3 separate regions of the Mus musculus genome follow, and all the other regions are linked to region 3. The links are chromatin contacts, called in public Hi-C maps. All regions are on one chromosome and are shown on one strand. Each heading gives the region's core, a stretch centred on a gene start, on an enhancer-like site or on the middle of the called end of the contact. The rest is flanking DNA. Distances are from core to core; before and after follow the strand shown. Region 1 has its middle 42 kb from the start of Olfml3. Region 2 has its middle 21 kb from the start of Olfml3. Region 3 has its middle 34 kb from the start of Gm25869.

What was found. A called contact is a pair of places that touch in the nucleus more often than the background predicts.
Region 1: a contact with region 3 is called in a Hi-C map of bone marrow-derived macrophages, with 23 read pairs. The contact joins two enhancer-like sites. A contact is called at or near these places in 2 of 39 promoter capture datasets (3T3-L1-derived adipocytes and neural stem cells), 1 of 15 datasets of contacts at CTCF or cohesin (the NIH/3T3 cell line), 3 of 484 Hi-C or Micro-C datasets (bone marrow-derived macrophages, cerebral cortex and nephron progenitors) and 1 of 9 other capture datasets (embryonic stem cells).
Region 2: a contact with region 3 is called in a Hi-C map of CD8 T cells, with 2.7 times the contacts expected there. The contact joins two enhancer-like sites. A contact is called at or near these places in 9 of 39 promoter capture datasets (the C10 cell line, cranial neural crest, embryonic stem cells and 6 more), 2 of 15 datasets of contacts at CTCF or cohesin (the NIH/3T3 cell line and pro-B cells), 6 of 484 Hi-C or Micro-C datasets (the AML12 cell line, CD8 T cells, bone marrow-derived macrophages and 3 more) and 5 of 115 datasets of contacts at active chromatin or transcription factors (T-cell acute lymphoblastic leukemia, double positive thymocytes, embryonic basal ganglia and 2 more).

The regions. Positions count from the first base shown.
Region 1 is chr3:103,694,422-103,697,121 of GRCm38.p6, forward strand. No RefSeq gene overlaps it. Among named protein-coding and RNA genes, the nearest start is that of Olfml3, 42 kb to the right of the region's middle. Within about 2 kb of position 1,295, at least 10 of the 459 cell types and tissues checked have an H3K27ac peak or open chromatin away from gene starts, as enhancers often do. A contact at or near this core is called in bone marrow-derived macrophages, where this site is marked.
Region 2 is chr3:103,715,678-103,718,377 of GRCm38.p6, forward strand. No RefSeq gene overlaps it. Among named protein-coding and RNA genes, the nearest start is that of Olfml3, 21 kb to the right of the region's middle. Within about 2 kb of position 1,259, at least 97 of the 459 cell types and tissues checked have an H3K27ac peak or open chromatin away from gene starts, as enhancers often do. A contact at or near this core is called in CD8 T cells, double positive thymocytes and neural stem cells, where this site is marked.
Region 3 is chr3:103,391,645-103,394,344 of GRCm38.p6, forward strand. It overlaps the pseudogene Gm25009. Among named protein-coding and RNA genes, the nearest start is that of Gm25869, 34 kb to the right of the region's middle. Within about 2 kb of position 1,372, at least 33 of the 459 cell types and tissues checked have an H3K27ac peak or open chromatin away from gene starts, as enhancers often do. A contact at or near this core is called in CD8 T cells, bone marrow-derived macrophages, double positive thymocytes and 1 more, where this site is marked.

The DNA of each region.
Region 1 (2,700 bases), core at 45-2,544, 300 kb after region 3:
GACTGCCTTCAGAACCAGCACTGACAGATACTTTGTAGCATTATTAGATCAATAACGAGGAAACAAGATATCTATGGAGTCCTGTCTGTAGGCCATGGGTTACCATGTTTAATCCTTATCACAACCCCAAAGGATTAGTGCCCTTAGCATCCTCAAAAATGAAGACAAATCTGAGATTCTTGGTGATGGTGGTATTGGTAATCAGAGTCTAACTTAAGTTCAATGGAGGGCAATGAAACTCAAAGGATTATAGTTCTAAGTGATCTCCAAGGTTAAACAATCTTTAATCTCCAGAATCTCAGATTCCTCTTTGCAAAGTGGGATAATAAATGAGCCTTCTTTTCTCTCTGCTGGGCACCAGCTGCTTGCTGTTGAAATGGGCAAGGGCATGAAAGTGGTGCTGGTCCTGACTGGATGCTACTCCGGATGCAAAGCCGTCAATCTGAGGAACATCCAGGATGGCACCTCAGATGCTCACAGCCATGCTCTGGTGGCTGGAACTGACCACTACCGCCTAAAAGTGTCAGCTGCATAGGCAACAAGAAAATCACCAGGAGATCAGAGATCATGTCCTCTGCGAATTTATATGAGTACAATCACCTCTTGCTCACAACGTACTCTGCAGATATCCCCTCAGACAAAACTGTTGTCAACAAAGATGTCTTAGAGGCCCTTTGGAGCTCTAAAATGCATAGCCATGCAGAAGGCAGGAGGCCAAATGTGAGGAAAGATACAAGACAGGAAAGAACAAATGGTTTTCCCAGAAACTGCCTTTAGGTATATTTTTGTTTCCATCATTAAAATTTTAAGGGGAGGACTAATAATTTTTTACCTGGCCAGAATGAGCGTGTGCCTCAGTGGTAGAGCATGCATTTAACATGCGTAAGGCCCTGAGGACCACAAAAAAAATGCATAGGCCTACCACAGAGGGTCTGTGTATGGCTGAACAGGATCAGACACAAATACCATATAGCACAACGTAATAACCAGCACAAGAACATTAGACAAAGTTCTGTTTTCCTTGAGGTTCTGTCTCTCTCCTCCCCCTCCAAGTCCCTCCTTCCTTCTTCTCCTCCCTTTCTTCCTTTCCACTTCCCTGTCTCTTTTCCTTTCTCTTTTTCTTCTTCCTCTCTTCCTCTCTTCCTCTCTTCCCCCCCCTCTCTCTCCCCTCCTTTCTTTCTCCCTTTTTATACTTTATCATCTCCATACCGTTCCCAGCCACTGCTTGGTTTGAGGAAGGATGAACTAATGAGCTCAAGAGAGCCTGCATTTCAGTCATCAATGAATCACTGGGCGATGACTGCATCCCCCTGGAAATAGGAGGCCTGGAAGCTTCTTGCTTACACAGAGCTGGCTGCACACCCAGCAGGGGCTCAGGGCACAGTTGCTAAATGATAGATGACACTGTTGCTCCAGGTAGTGTGCTCACTGGGTGGATATGAGCTATTTTTCTTTATAGAATCATTCTCCTGCTGTGACTGGAACACCAGACTGGGATTCTCCTACAGAGAAATAGGACACCTGCCCTCGATGGGGTTTGACACAGAAGGCATCTGCAGTCAGAACGCCTAGATCTGATTCATAATGCTGGTGCTGGTTTTACTCTGCAACCTTGAGAAAGCGACTTGCCCTCTCTGAGCCTCAATTTTCTCATCTGTAAGAGGAGGATAGTGGAGAAGGTGTGTTGGAGCTGTGTGAAATGTGATAACAGATACTTAATATATAATGTGTTTATTGAATGATCACAAATATTAGTTGTGATTATACCTGTGTGGTTTTCTAATAGTAAGGAGATCACGGAGGTATAAGTCAATGAGGGTGAGGCCCTAGAGACATTCTCAAGTAGAATGTACATTGGATTCATCTGCATTCTTTGAGAGACTCGCTCATGGTCCCTTGGAAGGTAGAGGCAGGCAAACCTCTGAGTTCGAGGCCAGCCTGGTCTACAGAGTGAGTTCCAGGACAGCCAGGACTACACAGAGAAGCTCTGTCAGGAAAAACAAAAAAACAGAACAAACAAATTAAAACAAAAACCACATATAGCACTACAGAACTTAGAGAGCACATGTGCACCTGAGAGAGGCAGTGACAGCACTGGGCAGCTGTGAAAAAGCTCAGGAGCCCTGTTGTGGGCTCTGTGGGAACAGAGGTATCCTCTGTGTATCACCAACAAGGCTAACTGAGTCATCACTGAGATAGCAATCATTCCACAACCTGACCCATGTGAATTACAGGCCCTAGGCTATGACCCACTCCCAGTGGCCCATCCATTCACTACATTCCAAACTTGGGGAGGCAAGAAGGCTCCTCAAAAGAGGACACCAAATGAGAATTCCTCAGGGGTGGGGTAGGGCTGGGATCCTTGGCTACAAAGGCAGGCTAAAGGCAGGCTCAGACTTCCACATCCCTAGCTCCAGACCACCCACACTCAGATTAGAAGACCAGTGTCTTAGCTATCAATATCATATATTGATATGACAAAAACCCGGACAGAAGTAAATTTAAATTAATTAAAAGTAATTAAGTTAATTACAGAAGAAAGGGTTTATTTTGGCTCACATTTCAAGGTCCAGTCCATCATGGCAAGGAAGCTCTGATAGCAGGAGCTTGAGGTAGGTGGTGTGCATCTGCAGTCAGGAAGTAGAGACCGGTGAATGTTCCTATTCAGTTACACAGCGGGACTCAAGCCTAGGGAATGGT
Region 2 (2,700 bases), core at 9-2,508, 320 kb after region 3:
AGCAGGCGAAGTCCCTTCCTGGTCTATAGCCTAATATATACACATGTGTCTATATGTCTATATCAATACCTGTATAGATATATATTGACATTCATTTATATAACCACATTCAATTCTTGTCTCTTCACTGCCTAGCCTCTCAAGGGAAATTCTTATAAATCTAAGGGCATGCATAGGCTTTGGGTTCAGATTGGCATTTTGCTCATGGATAACTGTCCCACATGGCATTGGTTAGTCATTTGGCCTCTAAGCTTCTCTTCCCTACTTTGCCAAATGGTCCTGGCAATGGCGATGCCCAGCTTCTGGTGCCATTGAAGTGAAGTGAGCCACCGCACAGCATTTGCTGCTGATGAAAAGCTCTGTGAAGGGAGTTGTTCTCATTAGAAACGCTGTGGAATATTCCTCACACTTGTGTAAAATTCAGCCCTTTTAAAGAGGGAGTTTTTCATAGGTTCCCCAAGGATGCATATACAGAAACCTTGGCTAGCAGTAAGTTTCACAGCACAAATGGTATAAGAATTTTTGCACAGCATATCACACACACACACACACACACACACACACACACACACACACACAAAGTCAAAAACTGAAGCAGTTCTGGAGAACTTGCAGAACCTGAGACGTGTTGTCTGGCCCCAGTCTCAGAAGCTTGCATTTACCGAGCTGGAAGATGAATGGGGGCAGAAGGCTCTTGCCCTCACTGGCCTTGAGTGTCCCTGCAGAAGGCAGTCTTAATGTGGCTTCGTGGGTGGCAGAGACCTCAACCTTTTGTTCCTCCGTGGTGGCCGCAGGAGCCATAGGCCACTGCTTTGTCTCTGGTGACTTCGCCTGGAATGGAGCCAACCCACAGCTGTATGCATGCTTCACCCTAGCCCAGAAACCAGCAGCGCTTTGCACACAATGGAGAGGAACAGGCTGCGGCAAGGGGAGGCCTCCTGGGCAGAGAGAGAGAAATTTGGTCCAGGGAAAACAATCCAGCTCTGAAATCTTCCATCTTTAGCAGATGGAGAAATCACCACAGCAAAAAAAAAAAAAAGAAAGAAAGAAAAAAAAGAAAAAGAAAAAAAAAGGGGGGGGGTGGCTGCCATAGCAGAGAAGACCTAGCAGCTAAACAGGAAGAGAGTCTATATCCCCCCACTACCACTGCCCCAGGACCACAGTAGCAAAAGAAGTTCTGTGCAACCCGAGGCTCCTTTGGGGTTTGCACATAGTCTGTCTGTAATGCCAGGCCTCAGCCCAACCTCTCACCACATGCCGCCTCTTCTCTAGCAGGAGCCAGCTTCTGGGAGTCACCCTGGACACAGACCCAGAACAAACCATCCAGATATTTCCATTGTTGGGTTCAAAGAGATCCCTAGGGCAGCTCCCTCCCTACAAGTAGCATGCGGCAGCTACACACACACACACACACACACACACACACACACACACACACACGGAGAGGGGGAGAGAGAGGTCTCTGTAGTAAACAACTTAGCTGCCCACCATTCTCTTTCCCCACAACCTAAGAACAAGTCTAAATGATGATGGGGCAATGAGCAGACTCATTCTGCAAACATGAACAGGGACCAGTGCCATGTGGGAGTAATCTGAGAGACAGCAGCAGCCTTGCCTCAGGACGCCTCCCTGAAGCTCTTTCTCCACTGGAGATGCAGCTGACAGAAGCTATAGAACGTGAATGCTATTTCTCTCACCCCAGGAGACCACGAGAAAGAAGAAGAGGAAGAAAATGAAATGATGTGAACCAAGCCCAGCATTCTAGAATGTACCCGGTGGTGACTCTGCAGGGCACAGAGTCGCTCTCCCCTCAGCAATGGAATGCAGCTGCTCTAGGGAGCTCATCTGTAGACTGCGGGTTCACAGCGCTACTGGAGGCGGGCCAGGCCCAAAGCACCCCCAGAAAACTGTGAGGTTAGTGGAGGAATTAGTTGTGTTCTAAATCACCACGACGCAGCACAGTCCATCAGTTTTGAAAGGGAGAGTTGCTGCAGTGTTGGTGATAGGCAGAGCTCAGAGAACCACAGCTGCCTTCCTCCTGTGAACGGAAAGTTTCCAGGGGGCAGCTAGACAATATATGCCAGAGGCCTTGCTCAACTAGACTTCCAGGAAGCTAGCCTGAGAAGGTAGTCTGATGGGTTGTGTTGGAATGCGTGTGTTCTCTTCAGTGTGTGATGCTCAGTCCTCATTGACAACTTGACGAAATCACCATCACCTAGAAACCTTTGAGTGTGTCCGGGAGAGGTCTCCAGAGAGGTTTGAGAAAAGGAGGGTCCATGTTAAAGGAGGGCACCACCTTTCTGTTGGCTGGGAACCCAGAACCAATGAACTGGAGCATGTGAACTGAGCCCGGCATTCAAGTCTTTTTCCTGATTACAGACACCACGTCCCCCCTCTTCCCCTTCCTCCCCACCCCTCCATCATGTCTTCCCCTTCTGGGATGCGACCCAAGATAAACCCTTCCTTCTCTAGGCTGCACTGGCTGGCTACTTGGTCACAACTCTGAGAAAAGTAACTAATACCGAGTGCTGTTTGCGATAAACATAAATGGCCCACAGTCAGGCTGGGCTGCTGGGTAAGAGGAGAGTCTTATGCAGCCATAAAACTCTCATGAAGAAAAATTACCCATGTGGGAAATTTTCTCCTACAGTACAGAGAAATCTAAAAACATCTTCCAAGATATTGTTTCTGAATATTTCC
Region 3 (2,700 bases), core at 122-2,621:
GTGTGAGGCAGTCTCGTAGCGAAGTTTAAAGGACGTCGATTTACTTCAGTTGTGAGAGGCTCAGGCAGAGAAGATGGACTTCAAGACAAAAAGCATGATCAGGGATAAATGCAGGATCTTTTGCAATGATAAGCTAATCAAGGTGCCAAGAAAACAGTAAGGACACCTGTGCACCTAATATCAGCTTCAAACACCAGGAGGCACTGGCCCCATCTCAGCAACTGTACCGGCTGGTTTTGTGTCAACTTGACACAGGCTGGAGTTATCACAAAAAAAAGGAGCTTCAGTTGGGGAAATGCCTCCATGAGATCCAGCTGTAAGGCATTTTCTCAATTAGTGATCAAGGGGGAAAGGCCCCTTATGGGTGGGACCATCCCTGGGCTGGTAGTCTTGGATCTATAAAAGAGCAGGCTGAGCAAGCCAGGGGAAGCAAGCCAGTAAAGAACATCCCTCCGTGGCTTCTGCATCAGCTCCTGCTTCCTGACCTGCTTGAGTTCCAGTCCTGACTTCCCTTGGTGATGAACAGCAATGTGGAAGTGTAAGCTGAATAAACCCTTTCCTCCCCAACTTGCCTCCTGGTCATGATGTTTGTGCAGGAATGGACACCCTAAGACAGCAACTGACAGAGAAACTAGAAAAAGAGCACAGAATTTAAAGGGTTTGAGCAATGCAATCGATTCTGTCCTAATTGGTATAAACATCACACATGCCATCTTCAGAACTGAATGTTTTCTAGATGGTATGCTATGGTCCCCATAACATAGACCATAGGTCAGCCCTAAAACCTGTGGTGCACACAGTATGCTCTCAGATGCCAGCAATCAATAGCAATACACAATGTAGGGAAACAGAGCCACCTACTTCTAAATGACCAGCACAGCACTAGGGGATTCAAGAGTGAAGTTAGAAAATACTTGACCTGAAGTGAGGATTTAGACGTACCATGCGGAAGTTTCTGGAGTGTAGCTGAAGCAGAGTTTAGAGGGATTTGTATGGATTTAAATGCTGACAGTAAGAAAAACAAACAAACAAACAAACAAACAAACAGGTTGGGGCTGGAGAGATGGCTCAGTGGTTAAGGGGACTGGCTGCTCTTCCAGAGGACCTGGGCTTGAATCCCAGTAACCATGTGGTGGTTCACATCCATCTGTAGATCTAGTTCCAGGGGATCTGATCTCTCTTCTGACCTCTGTAGGCTTCAGCATGAATATAGTGCACAGACATACATGCAGGCCAAACACCCATACACATAAAATTAAATACATAAATATAAAAAAAAATTAAAATCCCTGTCCCTAGAAGCATTGCAAGTGTGGCTGCTATGTCACATATTGACCACTAGGTGGCAGAGGAGAGACGATGACTATGCTCTGATTAGTAGCCTAACATTCCCTGAAGAAAGCGATCCTGAGATGACCACCAGTCTTGTTCTACACAGGGTGGAGGCAGACCATACCTGAGATGACCCATGCCAGGTGCCATAACGCACCATCTTGGCATAGCACTCCTGAGATCACTCCTGAGGTGACTCCAGACACCCAAACTCCTGGCACCACTAAAAGGAGCAAAGAAGTGGTGGAGAGATGGGAGAGAAAAAGAAAGAGAAGGATGTGGGCACAGTGAAAAAAGGCAGAGCTGGAGACTCAAGGGTAGTGAGAAACAGGCTGGTGTGAGTAGCTGATGTGTTAGCCAGTGATGCCACCTGGGACCGTGGTGGGGTCCTGGCCTGTGCTGCCACAGGGGAGCACATCTGGACCATGGCCCTGTAGCAGCAGGGGTCTGTTACCACCAAAGGCCAGACAGACATTCCTACCACCCAGGGACATGTCTGAGGGTTCTGCAGACCTGGCCCCACCCCTTACCTGGACATCGTGGAAGAGCTGGCCCTTGGGGGAGTGGGAGCAGAAAGCTGACCCCAGCCCTATGCAGCTGCAGTACTCGGGAGAAAGCCCCGTTCATTGCGCACATTGTGGGAGTTGTGAGTGGTCCTCCCACCCCAGGATACTAGCCAGTGTGGGAGACCTGGCCCTACCCTAGTCTCCTATGCAGTGGCTGTAGGAGGGAAAGATACTCTCTTCCCTCCTCACCTCTCACTATCTGCAGCAGGCAGGAGACCTGAGCCTGGGGCCACGAGAGCAGGAGAGCAGGCCCTGCCTTCACCTACTGCGGCACTCAGAGCAGGCCCTGCTCCTTGCCTGGGCAGCACAGTAGAGCTCCCCCTGATGGTGGGGGTGGGGGTGAGCCAGTTTTGAGGACGTGAGCTTGGGAGAGCTGCTGGCCCCACCACTTGTCTTCCATTCGAGGGAGAAATGTCTCCCCTCACTCTTGTCCCTTGCCACCGATGGCAGGCAGGAGAACTGGCTCCGAGGTCGTCAGAGTGGGAGAGCCGGCTCTTGCCCTGGGCAGCACAGCGGAGCCAGCTCTGGATGTGGTGGTGGTTGCTGGTGATCTGGTTCTGAGGGTGTGAGTGTGGGAGAGCCAGCCCTGCCTCTTGTCTGCTGGGTGGAGGCATGGAAAAGGGAGAGATGCCCTCCTTCCCTCCTCATCCCTTGCCATCTATGGCAGGCAGGAGAGCTGGCCCCAGAGTCATGAGAGTGGGAGAACTGGCCATGTCCCACACATGTACAACTGTACTACTCAGGAGAGCAGGCCCTGAACCATGCCTGGGCAGCAGGGTAGAGCTGGCCCTAGTGGGCTTTG